Regions from separate parts of the Callithrix jacchus genome. Here region 2 is linked to region 1. Evidence: chromatin contacts called from public Hi-C data. All regions are on one chromosome and are shown on one strand. Each heading gives the region's core, a stretch centred on a gene start, on an enhancer-like site or on the middle of the called end of the contact. The rest is flanking DNA. Distances are from core to core; before and after follow the strand shown.

What was found. Hi-C and Micro-C count contacts between places; a contact is called where the count stands out from the background.
Region 2: a contact with region 1 is called in a Hi-C map of skeletal muscle, with 20 times the contacts expected there. The contact joins the enhancer-like site here to the promoter of PLK2 in region 1. A contact is called at or near these places in 3 of 3 Hi-C or Micro-C datasets (induced pluripotent stem cells and skeletal muscle).

What each region holds. Positions count from the first base shown.
Region 1 is chr2:151,407,925-151,412,661 of calJac240_pri, reverse strand. PLK2 (polo like kinase 2) reads right to left here and starts at 1,685. Exons shown (of 14, transcript XM_002744937.6): 1 at 1,289-1,685; 2 at 597-704; 3 at 337-453; 4 at 12-141. The coding sequence starts at 1,558. LOC144581598 reads left to right here and starts at 1,348. Exons shown (of 3, transcript XR_013532633.1): 1 at 1,348-3,626.
Region 2 is chr2:152,599,610-152,604,457 of calJac240_pri, reverse strand. No RefSeq gene overlaps it. Among named protein-coding and RNA genes, the nearest start is that of GPBP1, 120 kb to the left of the region's middle. Within about 2 kb of position 1,432, at least 2 of the 16 cell types and tissues checked have an H3K27ac peak or open chromatin away from gene starts, as enhancers often do.

The sequences.
Region 1 (4,737 bases), core at 436-2,935:
CAAGGACTCACCTAGTTTGAGATCCCTGTGCAAGATTTCTTGTTCATGAAGGTATTTCAGTCCAGACACAATCTGCCTGAGGTAGTATCGGACTTCTGGCTCTGTCAACACCTTTCTTGCTTTCAAAATATGAGCCATTGACTAGGGATACGAGAAGGAAAAAAGAGAAGCTGTCAAACAGTTATCAAAATCACTGGTTTCCCTTTGCAGGTTGAGCAATGAAAGTTAACATTGCAGTATGAGTACTGCCACAGCTAAAATCCCAGATAAAATACTGTTTGAATGCCATGTTAATTCAGGGAAAGTAAATGTCCTCAAATAGGAATTGACACTTACCCTTCTACTGCAGTATTCCAAGAGAATGTAAATGTTTTCTTTGTCCTCAAAGTAGTGGTAAAACTGCACTACATGTTTATGATGAAGAATTCGGTGAAGCTCTATTTCTTTGTCAATCTACATGAAAAAGCAAGGTAGGGCTTGTTAGCCTCCAGTCACCTCGGAAAAGCCAGTGATTACACAGGCAGAAGACATTTTCCTAACAGGGAAGGGCCATCCGTGCACACAAAGAAAATACTTTACTCAAGAGTCATACACACCTTTTCCCTTTGATGAGGTTTAGCTACCCTGCTGTGAGGAATAATTTTTGCAGCGTAGACTTTGTTATTTGTCAAATCTGTCATCTCGTAACATTTTGCAAAGCCACCCTGAAAGGAAACAAAGCCGAGATGGAATTGAGTATGGCACAAAAATGGACGGCAGATACTTTAAATAAATAAATAAATGGGAAGAAAGAAAAGCAAAAAAAAAAGAGGAATGGAGGAGAGTGGACAGAGGGATGCATTCTACTCCGTTGAAGCTCCCTCGTGAAGAGAAACGCATTGCTAGAAACAGCAAGTTCAGTTTCTCTTTTTCCTTTACAAACGGGAGATTTATGGAGGGTCGGAGCGGGGAGACATGAAAAATAATGTTTGATGAGACTTGTCAGGAAAATTCTCTGGGAGCAGGTGGAGGGACAGAGGTCTGAAATAGAAAAGCCCTCGCTTCTTTCAAGATGCATTTCTCTGGGCTACGGGAGGCACACAGTTCTGAGGCTGATTGCAAAGCCGAGATCGCCTGCGCTGCCGGGGCACAAAAGCCACAGGACAGGTGAGGAGCCCACCTCGCGCTGGGATCGGACCCCCGAGAAACCCGGAAGCCGCGGGCGCGGGACCCCGCGGGCCCGCCCGGCTCGGGGTCGCCCGGGCAGACCTCCCGCCCGCCCGACAGCCCGGCGCCCTCCGCTCGTCACCTTTCCCAGCACTTTGCCCCGGCAGTAGCGCTTTCCCGTCGTGGGGTCGACGATAATCCGCGAGATCTCGGGCCCCGAGTGCGAGTGGTGGTGATGGTGATGCGGGGCCGCCGGCGGCACCTGCGCCTGGGACTGCTGCGCCTGCGATTCCTCTGGGGGCTGAGGCGGCCGCTTCTTCTTCGAGTCCCCTCCGCAACCCTTGCCCAGCGCCTGCTCGCACATTTTGGTGCTAGCAGCCGGCTGGTAGGTGATAGTCCGCAAAAGCTCCATGGTCGCCTCGCCGCCCCACACTGCCCGCTGCCGTCCCCTCCCTAGGCGCGGTCACACGTCCGAACCGGCCGTGGCCCTCGCACCCCTGCCTCTGCTGCCGACGCGCAACCGACACCCCGGTCCACTTGTGCGAGTGAGAAGGCTCGAAGTCTTATATACCAGCCGGCGACAATGGGGCGGAGATTCGAAACGCAACATTGCGTCACGGCCGACGCCCCGCCCCACGGCCGCCCTGAGCGCGCAGGGCCGAGAAGCCGGTCTGTCCCGCCACCCCGGTCCAGCTTCCGAACCGGGCCGCGCACCTCGAACTCCGGCCGCTGAGAGTTCTCGCGGCCACGAGGAGGCCATCAGGGGCGTCTGTGGGTCCTGCCGCCCGTTCTTCGAAGGCTCCGAGCCTCAGCGATAAAAACAGAAATCCGAGGTCAAGCGACCGGCCCCACCCCCGCCCCAGCCGCCGGGTGGCGGGGCAGTGCAGTGACCCTAGCGAGCTGGGCGCGGGTGCAGACGCAGCCCTTCCCCCGCGCAGCCCTTCCCGGCCGCCTCGCCCCCGGCGCCTTCTGTGTCTAGGTGTTAGGGTGCCCGGAGCCCACCGCACGGGCATGCGTGGCCTCCCCTGGCCATGTGACAGGACTCGGTTGCCGCTGCTCCGCGGCGCTGTGACGAGCTCGCTGGTGTCTATCAGGGGCAGTGCCGAGAGGCCGTGCCGGGGGAGAGGCCACGGTTCGTGGAGCCGGACATTCGAGCTCTTCCCGCATCGCGCTGGGGCGGACTCCGGCCCGCAGGCTGGGATCCCGGGCCGATCGGCCCACCGTGCCAGGATCCCCCTCAAGGCCCGTCAGACCCCCGCCCATCCCCCTTAAGCGAGCCTCTGTACGAGGTCAGGCCCTGAACCCTGGAGAGCGAGGTCGGCGCCCTGGCAAGGCGTCCTCCGCCGGTGGCCCGAAGATTGGAAAGCAAGGGCGGCATCTTGTGGAATATTCCAGAAGTGCTGTTAGGTGTCGGAGTGGGCCACAGTTGAGGACTGTAGGCCTTTGACAGTTACTGGTATTAAAAATCGATGCCGATTAAGAGTTTGGAATCAGAGTCATCTATGACTTCTTCCGAATGCATCTGTTGAGATGCCTCATGAGCTGCCCCGGCGCATGAAGAGTCAATCCGAGACTTCCTGGGATGGGGGATTGGGAGGATGAAGAGAGGAGCATAGTCCAGTGAATGCAAACACGGCTTAGTTTTCTATTTCCAGATTTACTGTGCAGTTTTACTAACCTAGGAACACGTTTAATTTTTCTTACTCTAATTATGATAGTGTTACATTTATTGAGGACTGTGCAGTATTTTGAAATGCCTTACTTAATCCTACAACAATTCTGAGTGAGAAATGTTGTAAGGAAGGAAAAATAATTTTCTACCTTTCAAAGTTGACCTGGATCCCTGTAACCAGACAGATTAACAAGAAAACAAGGAAGTTTATTAACATGTATGTCTCCTATATACATGGGAGATAACCCATGAAATTGCTGAAAATTGGGCTTAAATACCATCTTTAGCTAAACCAAAAGAAAAGAGTATGGGGCGGGCAAGTTAAGGAAGCATGACCAGGAAATGTATAGTAAATAGGAGTGGGGTTTCTTATTTCTTCACTGACAAAAGAGTTTTTCATGATTTAGAGTCAAACTTTTCCTCCTGGTACAGAGAAGACACTCTTACAAATGTAGTTTTATGGGTTTTGTTTTTGTTTTTGTTTTAGTAAATGTAAGTTTCCCTTACAAAAGGGTAATATGCCATTTTTTAGAGCATCTCCTGGGTCGGCTAGTTCTCAAAATAATTATCTCTAAATAATCCTTATCCCAGAGCCATATTTGGAGTGGCAGGTTCTGGTCTCCTACATTATTATTCCCATTTTATAGATGAGATTTGGAGAATTTAACTATATTTTTAGTAGATCATCGAAGTTAGTTTAATTAGCACACTTGAATCTTTTTATCTATGTTAACAAGATATGGTAAACAGTTTTTAGAAGCAAAATTCCAGAGACATTTGGAATATCAGATTATTGGATCCCTGGAAGGTATGTACAAAAAGGGTTCCTGCAGTCCACTGTCAAATTTAGGCGTGCGTGGTATCAACATGAATCAAACATTTACAAAGATACTGTGTCTCAAATACTTCCAGCATAATGTGGAAACGAGGCTCATTGCCGTTACAGAGGAGAAAGGGAAAGTCTTTGCCATTATAGAGAAAGGAAAAGTGCTTTCTGTGGCTTCTGTTTTTAATTCTTTAAAGAGTACAGGGCAAGTCTGGGCATGTTTCTCATAAGTGACAATAGACGTTAATCCCAAGATTGTCAGGGATGGAGTAAGGGGGTGGGGATTAGGAGTGGGAATTCAGAATTACGTAATCATCCTCTTTATTCATAAACCTAGGGGTGACCTTTGCTCCCCAGATTTATGCAAACCTACTTTATAAGATTTTGAAGGCTTTCAGTTTTAGAAAATATTACTAGAATTTCTCAAAGCTAGTTTTACACACCATGTCTTTATTGGTTGATAATAAAGTTTATACACACACACACACACGTGTGTATGTGCATATGTATTTCTTTGTGCCTAAGATAAAGACTATGAAGAATAGATTGTCATGATTTTTAAAAATTATTTCAATTACTTTGATTAGCATACACAATGGTATGTGTCTTTACCAAACGGACTTCAGTATTTGATAAACTATTGAACATTCCATGTGAAATTCAGGTCTGTCTTCCACAACATGGAGGCATTTAATGAAATATTAACACTGTGTAAATCTTATGGTGTCTTCTTTCCAGCTAAGAAAATGATTTTTTTTGGATTGTGGTGCCATCATGTGGAAAGAACCAAAATTGTAGTTCATAGGACAAAAAAAGGAAATAAATGTACTTTCTAGTAAGTAGAATAATTACTAAATATCATGGGGTTGATTTGGTAACCAGTAGGAAGAAAAAAATTAACCCATACTTCATATGTGGCTTAATTTCAAACAGATGAAAGTTTGAAATGTAAAATGTTACCTCAGAAGACAATGTGAGAGAGTTTTTCATAGCTTTTGAGTGTGGGAGATCTTTCAACTGTTTACAAAATCTAGAATCCCTAAAAAAAAAAATCATTAATGTAACTATATAAAAACAAAAGCTTTTCATTGAT
Region 2 (4,848 bases), core at 183-2,682, 1.2 Mb before region 1:
GAGGAAGGCAGCAAATCACACTGCCATGTGTGTACCTATGCAACTATCTTGCATGTTCTTCACATGTACCCCCAAACCTAAAATGCAACTAAAAACAATACAGTATATTCTGTATTATTACCTTTAAAAGAGGCTATGACAATTTACATTTTATAATCTGAAGGGTATTTTAAAAATTATTGTCTAATTTAAAGCAGGCATGTCTTACTTTTGTAATAAGTATAAAAAACGAAGAAATCCATAAAAGTGCTTTGAATTCCCTTTGTTCTTCAAATGTGTGGAAGAAATACGTGCATTTTCACCTGTCCTGGCTTTCTCCAGGGAGCCCTCTCAGCTGAGCATGAGGTGGAGAAGGTAGCTTTGGCAGCAAAAATTAATGAGAGTCTTCAGAGAGCTTGTTTCTGTCCTCCGGAACTTACCTTATAAGCAAGAAAAAGTCACAAATTTACTACATATTAAGTATGCGTAGTCTCAAAATTTGAAATCCAAAAAGATCCCAAATATGAAAGTTTTCGCATGCTGACCAGCATACAATAAATGTTCCGTGGGGCATCTCAGATTTTCCCACTGGGGATGCTCAGCTAGTGTAAAGCAAGAATTCCGAAACCTGAAAAGTTTTGAAATCCCAAGCTCTTCTGATCCCAAGCAGTCCCAATAATTTCGAATAAAGAATGCTCAACCTGTATTTGGTGTTTTATTTATAGTTCCAGCAAGAGAGAAAGGCATCTCTGAGTTTCAGAAAAGATATTGGTTGAACTTATGAAAATATTGGCTGAGGAAAGAAAAGGCCTTTGGAATTTACAGAAACATAAAGTGGAAATGGCTCTTCCTCTGACTTAGGCAGTAAATGTAGAACACACCCGGAGAGGTTAGCGCGATCTTTCATAGAAATGAAACTCCCCAACAAATGCTTGCCAGCTTAGGTGAGGTTCTAAGTAAGCTAAGGCGCCAGCAGTGAACTTTGATATTCTTTTACAAGTGCATCACTCACCAGCAGAGGGGGCCAAAGAGCTTTCCACGGTTTGAAAATTCCCTGGCTTCAAAGAAAGCCCCAGTATCATCATTGCCTAACGGTGCAGCATATATAAAAATATTTGAATTTGGTGTCCAAGAAGAAATACCATAGTGTTCATTTTCTTAAATAAGTTATTTTAATTTACATATAGAATGACATATGCACACTGTTAAAATGCAAATAAAAAGAATCAATACAAGAAGGCTTTTTGTACATAAAAACACAAAATGTTATAGAAGACAGTGCTGGGGCTAAGACTCAGGATCCTGTATTTCAGACACTGCTCCCTCAGTACCAGTTTGGAAACCTCCGGGGTAGCCAATGGCTTCCCTCAGATAAGGAGTTGCCTTCTCCTTAAAAAGACCCTGCTGGAGGGACAGAAAGGGCGACTTTTGTTGTTCTGGCTTTGTCCTAGGGTCCTTCGGATTCCTTCCCACCTTAGTGATAACGGCAGTGGAGTGGGTAGTGGCTGGAGAGGTAAAAATAGCATGTTGCTGTCCTAAACAACTGTCATGTAGGGACTCTATGTTGATAAGAACACCCATAGCCTTTAATTTAACATAATTTGTGATTTAATTTGGCTTTGGTTATTGCAGTGACAGTCAAGAGATGATTTTTTTTTTTGGAGAGGCTGAGAGGGAAAGGAAAGAGAGACTCCAATCAGGGTGTGTTAAACTTTTTACATAAAAGTGAACACTAGGGGGCAGCAAATCACTGTTTAGAGGAGCGTCTGCACAAAATTTAATAAGGCCGAAAGATTGTTTTCCTGAAAACGTGATGTGTTTGTTAAACATCCTCTAAAAAAGGATGTCTGATGTCAGGCTGCTTTTACCTGAAGGGTAGTTTCAATCTTTCGGTTGTCTTTATTTTTCAGTTTCCTCCACACATTTCCGATATCTGCCATCTTCTCATTCACATGCCACACTCAGTGTTTCTTACAGGACTTCTTACAGGGAGCCCTCCTAGTGCCTCCCACAAACACTGCTAACACTGATCCTCCAAAAACATGCACATCGTTGGAGAACAGGCGGCTTGGGCAGCTCACTTCCTGCATCTTGAGAGATGAGGAGCTGGAGGTCTCTTCCCGCTGGGTCTGTGTATCAGTCTGTTTTCACACTGCTGATAAAGACGCACCGGAGACTGGGTAATTTATAAAGAAAAGAGCTTTAATGGACTCACAATTCCATGTGCCTGGGGAGGCCTCACAATCATGGCGGAAGGCTAAAGGCACACAGGAGAAAAAAGAGAACCAAGTGAAAGGGATTTCCCTTTATAAAACCAACACATCTTGTCAGACTTATTCACTACGGTGAGAAGAGTATGGGGGAAACTGCCCCCATGATCCAGTTATCTCCCACTGGGTTCCTCCTACAACATGTGGGAATGACAGGAGCTATGATTCAAGATGAGAATTGGGTGGGGACACTGCCAAACCGTATGAGTCTCTAAGTTAATATAGATTCTACCAAGACCGCCTCCTGCCCCCCAGGTGATAGGAGATCTGTCAGGTGAGCATGTTCACAGGGGCGACCTTGCACTGTCCTGAGGGACGTTCCACATAGGCAAAGGCTAAATTGTGTTTGGCTAGATATTTCATTCTAAATCACCTAAGCCTATTTTCTCTGCTGACTCTGGAAATTAGTGCCCAGGAGACATATATATATATAAAATAAGATCAATTTTAGTTAATTATTCATTTTAAATTTCAACTTTTATTTTAGATTCAGGAGGTGCCTGTGCAGGTTTTTACGTGGGTATATTGCACCCCAGGAGTGAACATAGTATCCAGTAGGTAGTTTTTCAAGCCATGCCCCTCTTCCCTCCCCCTCTAGCAGTCTATTGTTTTCATGTTATGTCCATGTATGTTCAATGTTTAACTCCCACTTCTTTTTTTTTGAGACGGAGTCTCACTCTTGTTACCCAGGCTGGAGTGCAATGGCGCGATCTCGGCTCACTGCAACCTCCGCCTCCTGGGTTCAAGCAATTCTCCTGCCTCAGCCTCCTGAGTAGCTGGGATTACAGGTGCACACCACCATGCCCAGCTAATTTTTGTGTTTTTAGTAGAGACGGGGTTCCACCTTGTTGACCAGGATGGTCTCGATCTCTTGACCTCCTGATCCACCCGCCTCGGCCTCCCAAACTGCTGGGATTATAGGCATGAGCCACCAAGCCCGGCCTAACTCCCACTTCTAAGTGAGAACATGCAGCATTTGGTTTTCTGTTTCTGTGTTAATTCACTTAGGATTATGGCCTCCAGCTCCATCCATGTTGCTGCAAAGGATATGATGTCCTTCTTTTATATGGCTGTGTAGTATTCCATGGTGTATATGTACTGCATTTTATTTACAGAACATCTTCATAATTAAAACTTTGCATAATTTATCCAAGTTGGAGGGGTTAAGAAGGCATGTTGCATTTTGCTGTATAAAGTGGCCAAATACAGCTGTTATTGTGAAAAGGATGGTGCTTTTCAGCTAGGACTCATATAGGCCTTGGTACCATGTGATGTTTTCTGGTTAAGTGCTCCTGAGGTGCCATCAGAGGCCAGAGTATTGGGTTATGGTGTCGTTTAGCCATGAGCTGTGTGACCTTGAATAGACCATGTAACCTCTGTTTTCTCATTTGTAAAATGAAGAAGTGAGCCTGGAAGTGCACCTCTGAATCTGATTTGAAGCAAGTAGATTCCTAAGCCCCATGTTCTTTTACAGGATCACATTTGTAATTACCTGTGATAGTTAATACTGAGTGTCAACTTGACTGGATTGAAGGATGCAAAGTATTGCTCCTGGCTGTGTCTGTGAAGGGGTTGCCAAAGGAGATGAACGTTTGAGTCAGTGGGCTGGGAGAGGCAGACCCACCCTCAGTCTGGGTGGGTACCATCTAATCAGCTGCCAGCAGGCAGAAGAACGTGGAAGGACTAGACTGGCTGAGTCTTCCAGTCTTCATCTTTCTCCTGTGCTGGTTGCTTCCTGCCCTTGAATATTGGGCTCCAAGTTATTCAACTACTGGACTCTTGGACTTATATCAGTGGTTTGCCAGGGGCTCTCAGGCCTTTGGCCGTACACCGAAAGTGCATGTCAGCTTCCCTAGTTTTGAGGTTTAGGGACTTGGACTGGCTTCCTTGCTCCCCAGCTTGCAGAGGGCCTACGGTGGGACTTCATCTTGTGATCGTGTGCATCAGGACTCCTTAATAAACTATTTCATATGTACATCTATCTTATTAGTCCTGTTTCTCTATAGAACCCTGACTAATTGCACTGCTCAATGGGTTCTTCTTACTCACTGCCCAGATGAGTCGATTTACTAAGACAGGGAAATTATGATAGAGAAAGAGTTTAATACACGTAGAGCTGGCTAAATGGGAGACTGGAACGAGCCTTCCTGAAAATTTGGAGGCTAGGGTTTTTTAAAGATAGTTTGCTGAGCAGGGTGAGGTATATTGATTGGTTAGGAATGCAATCATGGGAGTGTGGAAAACAGTCATCATGCGCTGAGTCCACTTCTGGGTGGGGGCCACAGAGGAGATGCTGGTCCAGGTGGAGTCATCCAGTTGTCAGAAATGCAAAAGGCTGAAAAGACATCTTAAAAGGCCAATTTTAGGTTCTAGTAATTGGAGAAACTGCAATTCTTGTGACCTTTGGAACAATGACTGGTAATCATTTAACTATGCCTACATTTAGCAGAATTTAGGCCCCTCTCATAATCCGAAACTTGTGGCCTTTTATTAGTTTAACAAAGGTAGTTTAATTTTTGGAAGTGCTATTATCATTTAAACTATAAACTAAATTTCTCCCGAAGTTAGTTTGGCCCATGCTCAGGAATGACCAAGGGCA